Regions from separate parts of the Mus musculus genome. Here region 1 is linked to region 2. The links are chromatin contacts, called in public HiChIP or PLAC-seq maps. All regions are on one chromosome and are shown on one strand. The core of a region is the stretch at or near the end of the contact, and the rest is flanking DNA. Distances in the headings are between cores, read along the strand shown.

The links. HiChIP or PLAC-seq counts read pairs in DNA pulled down with a chosen protein or histone mark.
Region 1: a FOXA1 HiChIP or PLAC-seq map of pancreatic cancer cells shows a contact between it and region 2. The contact joins two enhancer-like sites. A contact is called at or near these places in 1 of 15 datasets of contacts at CTCF or cohesin (the NIH/3T3 cell line), 1 of 484 Hi-C or Micro-C datasets (liver) and 3 of 115 datasets of contacts at active chromatin or transcription factors (embryonic stem cells and pancreatic cancer cells).

What each region holds. Positions count from the first base shown.
Region 1 is chr4:145,227,232-145,232,027 of GRCm38.p6, forward strand. It overlaps Tnfrsf1b (tumor necrosis factor receptor superfamily, member 1b), which reads right to left. Exons shown (of 10, transcript NM_011610.3): 2 at 1,773-1,875; 3 at 237-365. Among named protein-coding and RNA genes, the nearest start is that of Tnfrsf1b, 17 kb to the right of the region's middle. Within about 2 kb of position 2,705, at least 102 of the 459 cell types and tissues checked have an H3K27ac peak or open chromatin away from gene starts, as enhancers often do. A contact at or near this core is called in the NIH/3T3 cell line and pancreatic cancer cells, where this site is marked.
Region 2 is chr4:144,947,809-144,952,368 of GRCm38.p6, forward strand. It overlaps Gm42344 (a long non-coding RNA gene), which reads right to left. Exons shown (of 3, transcript XR_881562.2): 1 at 1-4,560. It also overlaps a transcript of Vps13d not described here. Among named protein-coding and RNA genes, the nearest start is that of Gm42344, 6.7 kb to the right of the region's middle. Within about 2 kb of position 2,178, at least 170 of the 459 cell types and tissues checked have an H3K27ac peak or open chromatin away from gene starts, as enhancers often do. A contact at or near this core is called in the NIH/3T3 cell line and pancreatic cancer cells, where this site is marked.

The sequences.
Region 1 (4,796 bases), core at 1,455-3,954, 280 kb after region 2:
AAATGGGAATGGGTGGGTAGGGGAGTGGGGGGGAGGGTGTGGGGGACTTTTGGGATAGCATTGGAAATGTAATTGAGGAAAATATGTAATAAAAAAATATTTTAAAAAAAGCAGTCTCCCGCAACTCAAGTCCTGGAAGACGAAAACGGCTGGCCCAGGGTAACCCCATCCACCTTACTTGCTGGACGGCGAGTGACTGGGGAAGATGTTGGGATCACAGTGCTCATGCCACTCACCAGTGGTACAGGAAGAACTGCAGCTCAAACATGTACGAAACTGGTTCCAGACCTGGGTATACATGCTTGCCTCACAGTCCGCACACACGGTGTCCGAGGTCTTGTTGCAGAAATGTTTCACATATTGGCCTGAGGAAGCAAGGACCAGAGGTCTCAGCAGAAGACCCTTGCCAGGAAGCCCCTGGGATGAAGCATGTCTGGTGGCCCTAGCTATCTCTCTACCTCTGAACATATCTTCCCTCTGCTCTCTCCAGGTAGTTGAAACACCACCACTCGAAAAACCTATTAACAGTCAAGAATACTTAAGGGAGAATGGGTTTGCTAGCTCCTGTCTTCTTGATAGTTGGTTAAAATTCTCTATCCTGATGTACTAAATATAAGTGGCTATAAGGGCGTCATGTCTGGTAGCCTGTCAGTGCCAAGGGCATAGGGCTCCTAAGAGCCTGGAGGATAGAAGAGTAACAGGACAAATCTTTAAGGTTTTCTCTTCTGGAACCAGCTCGTCTCCTCTGTTCCTGCTACTCTAAGCTTGTAACTTCGTAAAGACACTCTGCTCGTCACTAGAAAAGCCACTGTCCCCTGGCTGTGACTGTGGAGGATGACATTGCCCTGTGTTCCTGCCCACTGGGTCACAAGCACAGGACTCAAAGCCTCCAGTAAATGAAATCTGAATTCTTCATGGTGACACCACTCATCTCGCTTAATCAAATGTATATTATTACGATGGTGGTGGTGGTGGTGGTGGTGGTGGTGTGTGTGTGTAACCTGTTTTCTCCTTCCACCATTGGTTCAGGTTCTCAGGCTTGCACAGCAAGTGCCTTTACATACAGAGCCATCTCACCAACCCTCACCCCTTCATACCCATCTTCCATCACACTCTTCTTTCACTCTGGGCAACAAACACCAGCCTCAAGCTTCTTTGGACCCATTAAAACAGGCCCCTGCTTTAGGGCTTTGCACTTACTTCCCAGCCTGCTGTATCCCGTGTTTGTGTGGCTTTCCTCTCAGCAGATTGAGCACAGAGTAGATGCATTATAAATACGACTTAATTGAATGCATACACTTGATTGTCTACTCAGCACTGGGGGCCAGCTACTCAGTCCTCGCCAATGAGGCCAGGGCTCAGATCCGCCATCTATGATATGGCTATCCATTCATTTACTTGACAATTAAGTACAGGACATCAATATAGGCCAGCCGTGTGCTTGGAACTCCACAGGGACCAAGCTACACTCACTACTCAATAGGGGTAGACATAGCACATAGTGGGGCTATGAAAAGTACTAGGACATCATTGCAGTATTGAGGAGGCTTCCTGGACAAGAGGATAGGGTCAAAATGTAGGTAGGCAGTAACCAGGAGAAGACACTGAGAAGTGTGCTCAGTGGAGGGCACAGCACATGCAAGAGCCCAGGGCAAGATGAATCATGAACCCTAGCATGTATAAAGCAGCCAGTGAGAGCTGAAGGCCCTCATTCCCAGACAAGCACTCCCTCCATGGCACCACCTTCCAAAGCCCCAGCAGCTGCCTCTCACCAGGAGGACACTTAGCACAGCACATCTGAGCCTTCCTGTCATAGTATTCCTGTGAGATCTGGCACTCGTACCCAGGTTCCGGTTTGTAGGGTGTCAAGACAACCTGGAAGGGAACAAGGGAGGCAGCCATCAGTATGACTCTGGGCTCCAGCATACCTGTCACCAGGCCTCATGGATGGGTTTTTGCGTTGGAGGACGAGGAAGGCTTGAGAGAGTAGAGCCCAGGCTTTTTCCCTTCTTGGCCTTCCTCTTCAGCGTGGCACGCTTGTGTCTGCAGTTTGCTGGGCCAGGAAGTGGGTTACTTTAGGGCTTCCCTCCTGCCTGCTGGGTGAGACCCAGCAAGGCTCTGAGAAGATGTAGTTTTTTTAAGACAGTGGCTTGACTCACTGTGACAAGGACCTCCACACAAAGCTTCTCTTTTTAGGATGTCTGTCCATCTGTCCCTCTGTCCTTGTGGCTGAGGTCTTCCTTCTCCCAGAAGTACCCTCTACTCTCCTGGGCCTAATGTAGGCTCTTCCTCCTCTGGGTTCTCTCTGAATATAGACATGGCCCCTTCTGACCTTCATGTCATTGTTCTGAATTGGCACCGTGTGTCCTTGCACTCACATCCATGCATATGCACACAGGTGTACATACATGTGTCCATATGCTGCCACCTATGACACAGATAATGGCTGCGCCACCTCTAGACCCAAGCTTCTGACACAGGCCATGGCAGAGCTGCCTCAGGAAGTTAATACAGAATGAAAACAAACCTGTGCACCTCCTCACATCAGTGCTGCCTTACACCTATGGGCTTAGAAGGTTTGGACCAGTGGGGGCTCCTAGCCATGCTCAGACTCCAACTGCCAGGAGAATAGCCTCAGCACTGGCCGACAAGTCTCCAACTCAAAGGCAGTACCTTGGCCTCAACCCAAGACCAACACTCATAGGTTTTGGCTGGAAAACATGTGACCCTGCTGCCACATCCTGCCACCCCACCCTCTTGCCTGAGAGCCTTCTCCTGTTACAAGAAGCCATGCCTCAGGCTGTGCTTCCAGAGCCTGGACCTGAGATGGATGTATTATTGCATTCAGTTCTCTAACAACCAGCCATGTTGGACTCCGACCATTGTATAGAAAGGAAACAGGCATAACGAGCACAGGTTACCCACCTAAGGCAGTGACAGAGATTTGAGCCTGGGTCCTGTCTGTCTCTCTAGGCCATGATTTCAATGACTGGGCTAAGCACTTCCAGGGAGAGACCAGGAAAGCAGGGAGCGATGGGGAGGATGGGGAGGAGGAGCTCCAGAGATAGCGCAGTGGTTAGGGGCACTTACTATTCTTGGAGACAACTTGGGATCAGTTCCCAGCACCAACATGGCAGCTCACAACTGTCTGTCACTCCAGTTCCAGGTAACCTGACGCTCCCTTCTAAGTTCTGCATACTCCTGAATGTGTGTGGTTCACATACATATACTCAGGAGTACTCACATTTTTTAATTAAATAAATAATTATGAAAGGGAGACAAATGGGGAGGAGAAAAAACAAAAAACAAAAAAACACCCAACATGGCACAGAACCAACTGTGAGAAACACAGAGCCCTCCCTCAGATCTCCAAGAGGTCCTCAGTTCTCAGAAGTGTACAGCAGCAGCAACTGTCACCACTGGGTCTATCCCAGTACCTCAGAGACCTGCCTAAGCCCCAGCCTTTCTTCCAGAAGGTGGAACAGCAATTGGAAACTTTAGGGACAAGCATGAATTAGCCATTTCTGCACAAATGTGAACTCATGAGCAAACATGGGAGTGGATCTACAAGAGCAAAGAGGGTGTGAACACACACTCAACACCCTTGCAGCCTCTGCTGATGTCACCTGGAAATGACCAAGGGGTGGTTCTAGGTTAAAGAGGAAGGCTGCTCCGCACTCTTGATTGTACCAGCAGCTGCCGTCATATGGTCAGCAGGAGCTTAATAAATGTTTATTAAACCAGTAACCCAAATGAATCCCCTGACTCCTCAGATAAAGGTGGAGAGTTAGAGAGATGTGGTCTTCTTTTCTTATTCTTCCATCCAGAAGCTGTATGGTCATAGTCAATCAAGTGTCCCTATCTCTCTGGACATCGGTTCCTGACTCAATTCTATGGGAGCAAGAGAGATACATAAAATATCCAACAATTAGCACAGCAAAGGCATGGATCAGTCTCTGAAAAGCCACTGCAAACAAGCCAATCAGAGAAGATGCCGACCTTACTATTAGGCTCATTTGGTCTGTATAGACTGCACAAACTCCCATGATCTGTGGGCAGTGGCTCTGCTTTCTGTCTTTCCCCTTCCCATCCCCAGCTGTGTCTGGAGAGCATCACCCTACCTTGCCTAGTGCTGTGCACTGAGTGACCTCTGAGCCTATCATGTTTCTCTTTGCTCAGCCACTCAGTGATAACAGCTGAAAGCCACCAGAAGCCATGACTCAAGGGACTGGGGTTCTATGCTGTGGACAGTCTTTGGCTCTTCTGGACCTGCCACAGTACCCTAGCTGCCTCTTGCGCCTTTGGCCAAAAGTCCACACAGAGTGCTTCCCTCTTCAGGCGACTGTGCACACCGTGCCCTGGATAAGCAACCCAATACAGCCAGCCCCCTGCCTTGTCTTCATGCTCACCCAGTAACCCCAGATGAGGGCCCATTGGAGGCTGCAGTGCGAGCTACCCTATCCAGAGCCAGACAGAAAAGAGTAATCAATAGTTGCTACCCTGAGTAAGGTAATAATTCTAATGTCATTTCCTTGAGGCGAGAGCCTCCCCCTGGGCACCAGGGCCAAGAAGCTTGAACATAGATGCATCTGCTGCCCTGGCCTATCTCTGAGTTCCTCCATCAAGGCAATCCTTTTCAGGAAGGTCATGCAGACAGCTGGGTGAGGGAAGTCGCAGAACCATGCTGAGTACCCAGTCTGAAAAAGCCACTGCAGCTCCCTCTGGACAGCTGCACACACATCCAAGCGCATGCGCACATGCCTACACACAATATCCTGGCACTTCCCCGTTCCATT
Region 2 (4,560 bases), core at 928-3,427:
TGACGATACCACTGCAAAAGGGTGCTGGAGGCTGAGTTGGGGCTGACAGACAGGAAGAAACGACTCTGGGAAAGTTTTAAGGCCGCTCCACAGACTTGAGCCTGGGCACTCGGCCTCATGGGCCTAACTAAAGGTCCAAAGTCTATTTATGTCTGTTGGCTAAGAGTTTGAGGTTCAACCCACCTTCCAAGGCCCCATCTACCTTGCCTTGTTCAAGAATGTCACCTTTTGTCCAGTGTGGAGGGTATTATTGCTGAAGGACAGAGCCCTGATTTGGAGGGCCTGCAAGAAGAACCAGAAGGTCCACATGAAGTCCTATTATGGTCGTGTCACTTCCTCTGACCTTGGCTGGGACTTGGCCTCCTGCCCTTTGGGAGTTCACAGAGAGGTGATATCTCCTCCAAGTGGAGAATGGTTCCCTCCCCTCTCCAGGGAGGCCTGGGTTTATAGATGAAGTTCCAAGGAACCAAACAGCTGGGACTTTTGAGACTGTCTATTCTTGGTGCAAAGCCCCAGGGAGCCTTGAGGCAGAGGATTTACAACGGCAATGCCCCTTTGCTGAAGGCAGGGTGGGGTGGGGTGTTTCCCTCTGTGGCTCCTGCTTTCTGTGGGGTCTGGGGAATAGCTTAGAGTTCAAGTTCACTTGATGCCATCAGCAGAGCCATGAGAAAGGCTGGCATCTTGACTCACCCAGGTGGCCCAGAAGAATGTCACAAACCTTGCTCCAGCTCCTTGACTGTGGGGGCCTCTGGGGTTGTCCACTTTTTCCCAGTGGGAAATTCCAGTCTGTTACCCAGGGTCTTGGGAATAGCTTTGTGGTCTTCAGAGCCACGTCTTGTTAGAATTGTTGTCTCTACTCTGCACTACACTGGGTAAATTAAATTAGCCTTGAGGCTAATGTATAAAGTGAGCTTCATCCGGAAGCCATAGGATAGAATGCCGGTGGAGAGAGTGAGACAACTCCTGATTGAGATGTTGGGTTTGTCCCTGGTACCTCCTCAGAAAGTCAATCAAAGGAGCCAGCAAGATGGCTCAGGAAGTGACAGTGTCTACTGCCAACCCTGACGACCCAAGTTTGATCCCCTGGAACCCATGTTGTAGATAGAGAGAAGTGACCTCTGTAAGTTGTTCTCTGAGCTCCACATTTGTGCCATAGCACTTTGTGTGTGTGTGTGTGTGTGTGTGTGTGTGTGTGTGTGTGTGTGTGTGTGTGTGTGTGTGTATACTTGAGAGGTAGTTCTTAACAATCAGGTAAACTGAGCCCCTGAGACCTGGCTTATAGAAGTGCTGGCTTTGCCTAATCTTCATTCTCATAAAAACCCAATGAGGGAGACAAATATAAGCCTTTTAGGGAAAAAGACTCAAAGGTTCAGCAAGGTTGATAAATTCACTCACAGCTGCACAGCAAACAGATGGCCTGGCTGGACTCCCCCATGAGTGGGCTCAGAGCTGGTCAGATGTGCATGAGATGGGGAATCCGCTGAGAAAAGTCCATCTTGGACCCTGACACTTGGAACCCAAAAAAATGTACTTTCTGGTCAGCCAGGCTTGAAACCTCAGAAGGCCTCATTCCAGGCATTGCCCCCCCAGGACCCCAGAATGGTTCCAGAGTATATCAGGCTAGTCCCTAGACCTGTCTCTAGAAGTTTGGCACTGGTATTCAGGAAGCAGGGAGGAAGGCCAAGCCCCTGGAGCTGCCCCAAGGAGGAGAGCGGTTTGGCCAGCCAGCCGGTGGGGCCAGGCTCCTTTGTTGCACACTGACAGGAAGGTGCGGCCACCACACACTTCAGCTGCCAGCTCACTGTGGTCACTCAATCCATCACCCAGGGTGGGGGCGGCAGGCCCCCAGGCTCCTGGCGGCTAGGCCTGCAGTGTTGTTTTAGTCTGACTCGGGCTGTGAGATAAACGGGGCATGAACTGGCCCCTTGGCAGGGGGTCAGCCCCTTCTGCCCTCATTAAAGTGCCAATCAAGAAGAGGAATGGAGAAAGCTGGTGAGCTCAGCCTCTCCCCAAGGGGCAGGATCCAGACTCCCTGAGAGAGAGAGAGAGAGAGAGAGAGAGAGAGAGAGAGAGAGAGAGAGAGAGAGAGAGAGAGAGCCAGCAGTACATTCCACTGGGCCAGCCAGGCCAGCAGCTTGCATCTGGTTGCAACACTGCAAAGTTGAGAATGGTCTGTTCTGCATGGGGGTGGGGCTTGGGGGACAATCCTTCAAAGCAGGGAACACCCTGCCCTGGCCTGGTCATAGGCTTATGGCTAGGTATCTGCTGCTACTTGATAGCCACACTGGCAATACAGGCCGTCTGATTACCTCTTCTGAATCTCAAAGCACCTCCTGCTCCTTCTGATAGCTGATGGAGAAGCCATGGCCTTGTGGGTAGGGAGCCACCCAGGGGTGGGCAGTGGCCACTGGGCTCAGGCACATACCTGGTGATTTTGTAGTGGCACTGGGAAGGCTGGGTTCACTACTGTACTGGAGAGGCTGGGCCTACCTCTCCTCTCCACATTCTCGAGAAGCCTCTCTCTGACCTGAGTCCTGTCCCCGGGATAACCAGAAAAGCCAGTACACAAAAGCAGAAGAGGCTGAGCCTATTGAAAGCAGGATTACCTCTATTCTGTCTTACAGGATAGACTCAGGTGCTGGCCTGGATGCAGTGTCCCTAAAGGCCTTCTTGGGGTCCGAATGCCACACTGTGAATTCTTGTGGGAAGTCTGGCATAAGCTCCACCCCTAGAGACCACACTGTCAGAAGCCTCTGGGATGGGGCTGGAGGTGGGGACGCTGACCTTCTGTATATATTCCTCACAGTTTGTCTGTTCTCCTAAAGCAATCTAGGGAGATTCCCAATGTTAACCTTAAACCTCTCCATGTGGGTGCACACACATGCACCTCCACACACACACACCATGTACACCCACACGTGTACACCTGTGCATGCAAGCCACACATACACATGAAAAGAAAAGAAAAGATGTTATGATTTTGAATTCCTTTCACATACTAAGCAATAATAATAATTGCTGCCATTGCTTGGGAATTCGTGATGCTTGAAAGCATCGTTTGAAGCAAGTTCTACCTGATTTAAGTCTCCCAACAATGCTGTAGAGAAGAAACCGTGCTGCCCTGTTCTGTGGGTATGCAGAGTCGGGTTGCTATGTAAAAACCTACATATGTAGTAAATCCAACATAAATGTGGTTTGCAACATAAATGTGGTTTGCAACTTCTCTTCTCCTGCTTAGCTGGCAGCCTTCCTCTAGTTAGAGTGGCATAAGTCCAGGTTCTGGCCACCTTGTGGCTCTGCTTTGTCCTGCCTTCCCATTGAAAGCACATGGTATCCTCAGGCTGCTCCATGGAGAATGGTCTGTGGTGGGGGACAAGGAGGTTTGGGACGTGGTCCATTTGCCTTCTGAGCAAACCTGCTCTATCCATGGGCCTAGCTGATCTCCATGATCTGTCTCATGTGATAAATGTGACTGGCTTCCACACCTTGTATCAGTTGGGCACCTGACCCTGACTTCCTGTTAACCTCCACCAATGGGAGACAGTGACAGAAGGTCAGAGGGCACTGGGAGAGGTGAGAGCATTTGCTTGTCAAGATGGATAGTTCTCATTTTCAACTGGATACAACCTAGAATTACCTAAGGAGAGTCTCAGTATAGGACTGTCTAGAACAGGTTGGCCTGTGAGTATTCTGTGGTGGGGGGGGTTGTCTTAATTACATTAATTGATATCAGAAGAACCAGCCTATTGTGAGTGGCACAACTCCCTAGGTTTGGTCCCTGATCTGTGTAAAAGTGAAGAAAATCAGATGAGTCCTAAGCATACATACAAAAAGAGTTGTCAGTCAAATGAAGAAGCACCCTATAGAATGGGAGAAAATACTTGCCGACTACAAATCTGGCCAAGCATCAGTCTCTAAGTCATACCAAGAATGTAAGAAAATAAACAGCAAGAAAACAAAGCAAAGCAAAATGATAAAAATGGGCCATGGAGTTGAACAACACCAAAAATATAGCTGGTTAAAAATCATTTTTAAAAGTGTTCAACATCGTTGGCCATCAGAGAAATCAAACTGAAACCACACTGAGATTCCATCTCACCCCAGTCAGAACGCCTATCATCAAGAAAACAAATAACAACAAATGCTGGGGCAACCACTATGGAAACCAATCTGGATGTGTCTCAAAAAGCTAAAAATAGAACTTCCATATGACCCAGGCGTGATACTCCTGGGCATGTATCCCAAACGCTCCAGTCTTCCGAGGGAGAAACTTACTCATCAGGCTCATTACCGCTCTGCTTGCAATAGCTAGGGAATGGAATCAACGTAGATATCCATGAGCCAATGAGTGGGAAACCAAAATAAACACAATGGGCTTTTATTTATCTATGAGGAAAAATGAAATCTTTGGAAAACAGATCAAAGGTGAGGCACCCCGGGTCCAGAAAGACAAATGTCACAGATTCCCACTCAGATGTAGATCCTAGTTCAAAATTTGAGATTTGTGTGTAAATGTGGAGTAGCTCTAAGCCCAGGAAGCAAAAAAGGACTCTTGAGAGG